Linked DNA regions of Neogale vison: region 1 is linked to region 2. The links are chromatin contacts, called in public Hi-C maps. All regions are on one chromosome and are shown on one strand. The core of a region is the stretch at or near the end of the contact, and the rest is flanking DNA. Distances in the headings are between cores, read along the strand shown.

Region 1 (3,851 bases), core at 404-2,903, 320 kb after region 2:
ATCCCTTTTCCCAAAATAACGTCAACCAGAGGCAAAGGCCAAGGAGGGAGGTGGAGCCTACAGGCCATTTTGCAAAAGTTTCAAATATCCTGGCACTGACCCCCTTAGAAAAATCATGAAGGGGAAACAGCCAAGCTTCTCGTTTTCTCATTAGTGATCTCTCTCTCTAGCCTCTCACTCTCTCTCTCCTCATTACAAACTTCGGCATTTCTAAGAAACAAAAACCAAACAGATCTCACATAAAATCATATTAACATTGCCGGCTGTTGGAAACAATTTCATTTCGCGAATGTAATACCAATGATTTGAAATTGAAACTTTTAAAACAAATGGGCAGAATTCCTGTGACACTTCAATCCCCAAAGGGGTCCCTGAGGCATAAGACTGAACAAAGAACCGGTGAGCCGTCCCACCTTCTCCAAAGCTTTTCTGCAATATGCAGCTGCCTCAGATTTTCCATACTTGCTGATCTTTCCCCTGAAGAGAGAGGAAGCAGACTGCTTGGCTGTACAGTTAAAGAGCCCAAATAAAGCAGTCTCTCTCCTCGTATCAAACGGGCTTTCCCAAACACACATATACGCACACACACGTGTACTTCCTGAAATATAAACAAAAAGTAAAGAGAGAGAAAGAGTCTGACAGCGAAAGAAAGAAAATGCCACTTGGTTTAGCTTTTTAAAAACCTTCCCACCAAGTCAGTAGCAAGCTCGACAGTGGCGCATTATCCTCCACCACGACCCCCTTCGGCTTTACAGTACTGACAGCAAGAGCAAATGACACTGCGATGTGAAAAAGACTCGGGAAAAGACTATAAATTGCCAAAGGAATACGAACTGTCACTACTGTTACCGAAACTTGAAAAGGGCCAGGGGCCCGCAGTTATCTCTTCGGATCGAAAAACCACACCTCTCCCTAGATCTCCTCTGGGCATCGCTGCCTCTTCCCAAAGACTTCCCACGTCCCTGTCCCCAGCAGTTCCCTTATTGACAGTGCTTCCCCCTCGCCAGCTGCCCGGCCCCCGCCCCGCGAGTCCTCACCGTAGGGTACATTAGAGCCTCGGTTTCCCCGGGCTCTGACAGCTCGCTCAGCTTGCGGTCCCACTGCAGGACGCTCTGCTCCCCGCTCTCCAGCACCTCCATGCTGGTCCGAAGGACGCTGGGCCGAGGATGCTGAGGGCAGCAGGGGAGCGGGCAGAGCCGCCTCGGAGGGTAAGGTCCGGCTCCGCGGGGCGTGTGTGCGTGTGTGCGCGTGTGCGTGAAGCTTATGCACTTAGGAAAAAACGTTCTCTGCTCTGCCCGACGGAGGAGTGCTCAGGGCTCCTGTCCGGGGTCCTCGGAAGTCTGAGAAGTGCCGGGGGAGACAGGCCGTCCAGGGATCCGGCTGAAGGCTGCGGGGGTTAAAGCACGGCGCGCATCCAAAAGGAAGGCAGGAGAGCAGCTCTCATGCCAAGAAAATCCCTTCGCAATAAGCCTACTCTCCGCTACTCCTCCAGACACAAACTTTGAGGCTCCCCAGGGCTCCTCAGTTCGGCTCCAGGACCCAGCTATGACTCCACCTCCTTCTAGGGAAGCGACCAATCGGATACTCACCTCGCCCGCCCTATCCAATCAGAAGTCTGGCTTTCCTCCCCGTCCCGCTCCGAAAGGCTGGGCAGAGGGAAGTCTCTGCCCAGGCTTTGGAATGTGGGCGGGGAGAGCCTTTGACGTCACCGGGGAACACCTTCTGCCTGAGCGCGACCAGCCACCGCTCTCTGAGGCAGCGGACCAATGGAGTGCTGGAGTCTGGGAGTGATGGACTGAGAGCTTGGCCAGTGATAAAGGGGCGCCTGGGAGGAACAGCCAACCAAATAGCGACAAGAATACATTTCATAAAGGAGGGCGGGTGAACTCCGTGCCCTCGGTTAGAATCCATAAAAGTTCTCGCGCGCTTGTGGAGGGGAAGAGAGCCGCTGTGTGGGCAGATTTATATACTGTCTTAAATATTATATATGCTTATATAGGGTCTTAAAGATTTTCTTAATGTATGTTAGCTCCTTTGAGTTTTGACATTTTTAAAAAATTAGTTACGTATTCACAAATATAAATATTCCGCATTGTGCGTGAATTTGTATTAGCACATTTCTAGCAAATAGTCATTGTCTGTTCCTCACGTTTTTCTCCCTAGTTTTCTTATGCTCTTCTCCTGACACGTTTTTTTATGGGCTTCATTTTTTCTTCTTTCAGTTCACTCTACAGACATTATTGATAAAAGTCAATGGCTTGCTTCATCAGGTCCTCAAGAGCTGTGAATTATGACTTTGAATTCGGGGACACCAGGTGGCTCAGTAAGTTCAGCGTCTGCCTTTGGCTTCGGTGCCGGGGTCCTGGGACCCAGTCCTGCACCCTGGGATAGTGCCCTGCATTGGGCTCCTTGCTCAGTGGGGTGTGTGCTTCTCCGACTGCCCCTTCCCCTCCTTCTCTCTCTTAAATAAATAAATAAATAAATAAGACCTTGAATTCACAGAACTTAGATGTCCGTGGAGGAGTCAGGCAATAAACAAAGGAAAAAGGGCATAATGTTTAAAAAAAAATTTTTTTAAGATTTTATTTATTTATTTGAGAAAGAGAGAGAGAGCACACATGGGGGAAGAGCAGAGGGAGAAGGACAACCGGACCCATGCTGAGCCCAGATCCCCACTAGGGGCTCCATCCCATGATCCCAAGATCATGACCAGAGCTGAAATCCAAAGTCAATGAATAGTGAGTGGCATGCTGTACTTTCAGAAAGGGGTAACTGGTATAAAGAAAATAAAAGCGGGCGCCTGGGTGGCTCAGTGGGTTAAGCCGCTGCCTTCGGCTTAGGTCATGATCTCAGGGTCCTGGGATCGAGTCCCGCATCGGGCTCTCTGCTCAGCAGGGAGCCTGCTTCCCCCTCTCTCTCTCTGCCTGCCTCTCCATCTACTTGTGATTTCTGTCAAATAAATAAATAAAATAAAATAAAAAAGAAAGAAAAGCAAGGTGAGGGTATGCAGGCAGTTCTGTGCTATTTTAGATAGCACTCAGGGAAGCTCCTTGGAAAGTGACATTTGAGCAGGGACCTGGATGAAATGAGATTTGGGGAGGAGCTGGTGTTTTGCTGACAGACAGGGAGGCCCCATATGGCTGCAGCAAGACTCGCCAGGTGTAGTGAGTGTTGGGAGAGGAGGCCTGAGAGATGGGCAGGGACCCGATCACCAGGCTGCCTAGATTAGGGAAGAGAGAGCCTATTCTAACAGTCTTCCCCCAACACTGTGATTTTTCTTTCTTTCTGGACTCCTCCCTTAAGGGAATCAAAGTTGTTGGAAATATAATTTGCTCATTTTATTTTTAGCATTTTTTATTAGTTTGCTTATTTTAAATATAAAGGAGTCTACCAGTTGTCTCAAGTTTCTTACAATGGCACATTCAGATATTAAGTATTACTTCCTCTCCTTTGCAAGTTTTTCCCGGTGAGTGGGGTCAGTCAAAGGTCTTGGAACTCTGTGGTCTTTAAACAGTGGATTATCATGTGAACTATTCCATTTGTCTGGTCCTATCTCCTGGGACTTTTGAGAATACTTTAAAACTTGAGTAGAAATTCCAGTTTATGGGCATGTACCATCTTTGTGTAATTAGGTTTCTCACTCTTCTCTTGGTCCTTGGTTTTCATTTTTTGATCTGCTGCCCCCTTCACCACATCCTTTTAGCATAACTCTCAACATAAGTAAGTGAGAAACATGTACATTCTCCTTAATGTTAGAATACAAACCTTTATCAAACATTTCTGCTTTTGACAAAATCAGCCCCTAGTTAAGACCCATGTGGTAGGCAGCTTCAAAGATAGCTCCAGATACT
Region 2 (3,810 bases), core at 1,233-3,732:
TACATTACTCCTCTGGGCCTCAGCTTACTTGCCATCTCTTCCAGGAAGCACCTTCTCTTGGTATCCCACCCCTCACCTGTTCATCAGTGCACAGAGCTAGTTTGAGGAGTGCACCAGCTGACGGTTTCCAAGGAGCTAAATCTATATGCGCAACTGAAAATAATCTCACTGGGCATGAAATGAAATGGAGAACATGCATTTCACAAAAATGATACTTACCACACTTTGTCTTATGAAGAGCTCCACACACCCTGGCCAACACCTGGGCAGCTGAACTGTGTTCTAAGAAGGGTGGGCTCTGTTCATTGCAGGCTTTTGTTTTGCCAGTTGAAGAGCGCAATTTGGGACCTGGAGCTAGACTCTCCAGGATAACACAGGAGGGCTGAGAACCTCTACCAACTACCTCACCTTCTCTAACTTTTCCACATGTGCTCCATGTCCTCAAAAAAAAAAAAAGAGCCCAACGAGCGAGTCTGACTGAGTGCAGGTCTCCTCCTGTCCTCCCACTGCTTCCCACTAACAGAACAACTGCTCCTCACTGTGACTTCCTGTTTCCCTGTTTGTCTTCACGACTGGGCCGTGAGGCCAAGGACTGAGCACCGAATGTAGTTCTTCCACCTATCTTCCTCCCTACGACTTAGCAGATCAAAAGTGCAATTCAGAAAGACGGGGTAAGGAGCCTCAAATCAGATGGCATCTAGACGAGTATGGAAGCCAACCTGGTTTCAGAGTTCATGGGAAAGCTCAGTATCTACGCTATCCCCTCAATAGCTTCTACCCACTCAAAATTGGAAAATAGAGTTAAAACGGGCCATAAGATGATAAAATTGGTATTTACTTCTTACCTCTTCAATTCTACCACCACCTCTGTACCTCTGTACCTGTTCATTAAGATCTTAGCTCCCAGTGCATTTCACGAGAACAGTAAAGGACAGTACACACATGCTAAAGAGAACGCGAGATTTTACTCAGGGCATTTATTGATGTATTAACAAGAAACCAATGTGGAATGGAGGGAGCTAGACTTTAGTTTTTAAATCCCTGGTGAACGCCTGTTAGACCAGTGCATCAATGAGAAATAAAGGTGGTATCTGAAGTCAAGCTCTGAAACACTCACTTCTCTCGGTGATCTTGAGCCCCCTTCTCGAAATGTCGGTTTACATCTGAAATTAATCTGTCATTTAAAAAGAAAAGTGTATTACATTAGGGATAAGCACCAGACTATACTGACTTACCTGAACAAAGCAATAGTGACACATATGGAGACTACAAAACAAAACCCCCAAAGAACAAGGAACACAGTATAACTCTTAAAATCATCACCCTAGATAATCATAGAGAGCCCAGGTGATTCTGTATCTCCAATGCATGTCTCTTCATTCTCATTGATGAAATCAACTTATCTCTAAATAATAACCCCCTTACACTGTAAATTTGAGAAAAGGAGATAGAGAGGAAGAGAAAATATGTAAGGCAGATGAAATTACGGAGCTTTGTTTCAGATTTTAAAAGCAGGAAAACATCAACTTGAGGAATTGTGATGATGATAATTCACACACAGAAATTTTCTTTAAGTCTTCAGTACTGCCTTTCTTTTACACACAGGCAGGTCTCCCGGTAACATGTCCACCTTCTTTAGTTACTTGAGAAGGTGAAAGGAATATAGAAATGAAGGAGGACATAGTAAATGGGGTTGGAACAGCAAAAAGAAAAAAAAAAGTGTGTGTGTGTGTGTGTGTGTGTGTGTGTGTATACACATATACATATAAATGTTAGTAGCCATCCCTACAAAACAGCAGTTGGCAACAATCGGTAACATGGTCATTAAAACAATGAATGTTGCAGGGGATGAAACTATTTCAACATGCAGCAGCTCAAAAACATAGGTAACAGGGAGACTGACGTGTAGAAAGAGATGAGAGGCAAGAAGGAGAAGACGGCAGACAACACATTCACGCCTGGAGCCTCCCCTTTCCCACAAATGACTGATCAACGGACTCTGCAGAATCTACTTCTTCGGGAGGCGAGACAGCACGGGGATGTCACCCCCAGCCCACCCAGTGGAACACCGCCCCAAGGAAGGAAGGAGAGCTGCCTTCTGGTCTGACTCTCTTCTTTGCCTCCACTTTAGGAAGAGGAAACTCACAAATGTCAGGCGAATCTAAACAATGATTTCAAAGAACTTATTTTTCTTAAGGAAAGAAAAAAAAATCTTGTGGGAAATTCTATGGGTGAATAACAATGTTTGTCATTATAAAAAAAATAATAATATAACTCTTGTGTACCAGGCTTTTCTCTCTAGCCTGGTAACAAGGCTGGTCTTCCAGTGTTTGAAAAGGGCGCAGTTTTGAAAAAAGTTGAGAATAAGAAGTGACAGCTGGTCTTAGGAGGCCAAACACCTGCAATGTAGCCACCACTGCAGCAGGTGGCGCTGTCTCACCTTTTCTAGCTGTTCAATGCAGGCAGTGTGGACGACGATCTTACAGACCGCACACTTCCTCCTCAGGGCCGATTTCTACAACATTCAATTCAAAATACAAGAGGAAATGTTAACAGTCTGCTCTGGAAAGTTCCCTGGCATTAAAGAGAGTATACATAATGAAAGCAAACATAAGCAAATGCTGAACATGAAAATATGGCGAACTTGAGTCTTCTGACCCACCCCCTGCCTCTGTATCTGGATGACCTAGGGTGGCTAGACTTTTCTCCAAAATGTAATATTTATAATAGCTGCTATATATTGAGCATATAATATGAACCAGGCTCCTTATTCTATCTTTCTAAAGTTTTATAACCTAATAACGTAGGCACTAGTAGCCTCCATTTTTATGGGTTTCTTGGCTTGTTTTCATCTTTTTGCATTTTTACGCAGTAGTTAAGCAGCAGAACCAACATACAGAATTAGGTCTAAGCTCAAGAGCCAACATCCCAAGGGACCAATCGCTTTAGGCTTCTATCCCAGGCATGAATCTCTACAAAGCTACTTGGGTCTTCCCCCAAGTCATCAGCAAAGTAGTAAGACGAGCCTAACTCCTCCACCTGGTAATAACAATAAACAGTAAAAAATAGCAGCAGGAGCCACTAACATGAATGCAGGACTCGCTGGGAGTCAGGCACTCAGAAGCACTTCACAAACAGGAACTCATTTAACCTTCGACAGCGCTACGACATCGGTAGTACTTTTATTCCCATTTCACAGATAAGAAAGCTGTGGCCCAGAATGCAAGGGGTGTGAGGTCTCATAATGAGGACCCAGCAGAGCAGGGGAGCCCAGGTCGGAGCTCATGCTTGTCTGCATGACCCAATTTGGCCTCTTGGACGGTCAGTACCAGTTTCGATGCACAATAAAATACTTTTTGAGGTGCATACTTCTTCAAACAATTAAAAAAAAAAAAAAAAGCAGTAGGGTAGGAAAGGAACAGGTGCAATTTTGACCATGCCAGGGCCACGTAAAATCCACGCAAAAACACCGGGGCCTCCCCACAAAGCCCAGGCTAGAAGGCAGGTCCGCATGAGTAACTGGGGTTTGAGCACGGAAAGCGGCTTAATATAACAAAGCTAATCTGTGAAACGGGGACTCAAAGCATCCAAGTGTGAAAAGCCTCGAGTCCTTATTCTTAGGAAAGGTGCTGGGAGAGATTGCTGGCAAACTGCCCTCTTCTGATGTGTGGCTTCCCCTGTGGAGATATAATTTTTGAGCCAAGAATTGAGGCATTGCTACTCCCGAGTAAGTTTAGAAGGACTACAAGCCCTCCCCTTGGAAGCGGCCATGTTAGGAACTCGGCAGACACAGCCTGCTCCCTCCCAGAC

Evidence for each region. A called contact is a pair of places that touch in the nucleus more often than the background predicts.
Region 1: a Hi-C map of fibroblasts shows a contact between it and region 2, with 9 times the contacts expected there. The contact joins the promoter of CREB3L2 here to the enhancer-like site in region 2. A contact is called at or near these places in 2 of 3 Hi-C or Micro-C datasets (fibroblasts and muscle).

The regions. Positions count from the first base shown.
Region 1 is chr4:215,948,770-215,952,620 of ASM_NN_V1, forward strand. CREB3L2 (cyclic AMP-responsive element-binding protein 3-like protein 2) reads right to left here and starts at 1,654. Exons shown (of 12, transcript XM_044246663.1): 1 at 1,590-1,654.
Region 2 is chr4:215,624,584-215,628,393 of ASM_NN_V1, forward strand. It overlaps DGKI (diacylglycerol kinase iota), which reads right to left. Exons shown (of 34, transcript XM_044246660.1): 4 at 2,441-2,515; 5 at 1,118-1,174. Among named protein-coding and RNA genes, the nearest start is that of DGKI, 190 kb to the right of the region's middle. Within about 2 kb of position 2,483, the one cell type or tissue checked has open chromatin away from gene starts, as enhancers often do. A contact at or near this core is called in fibroblasts, where this site is marked.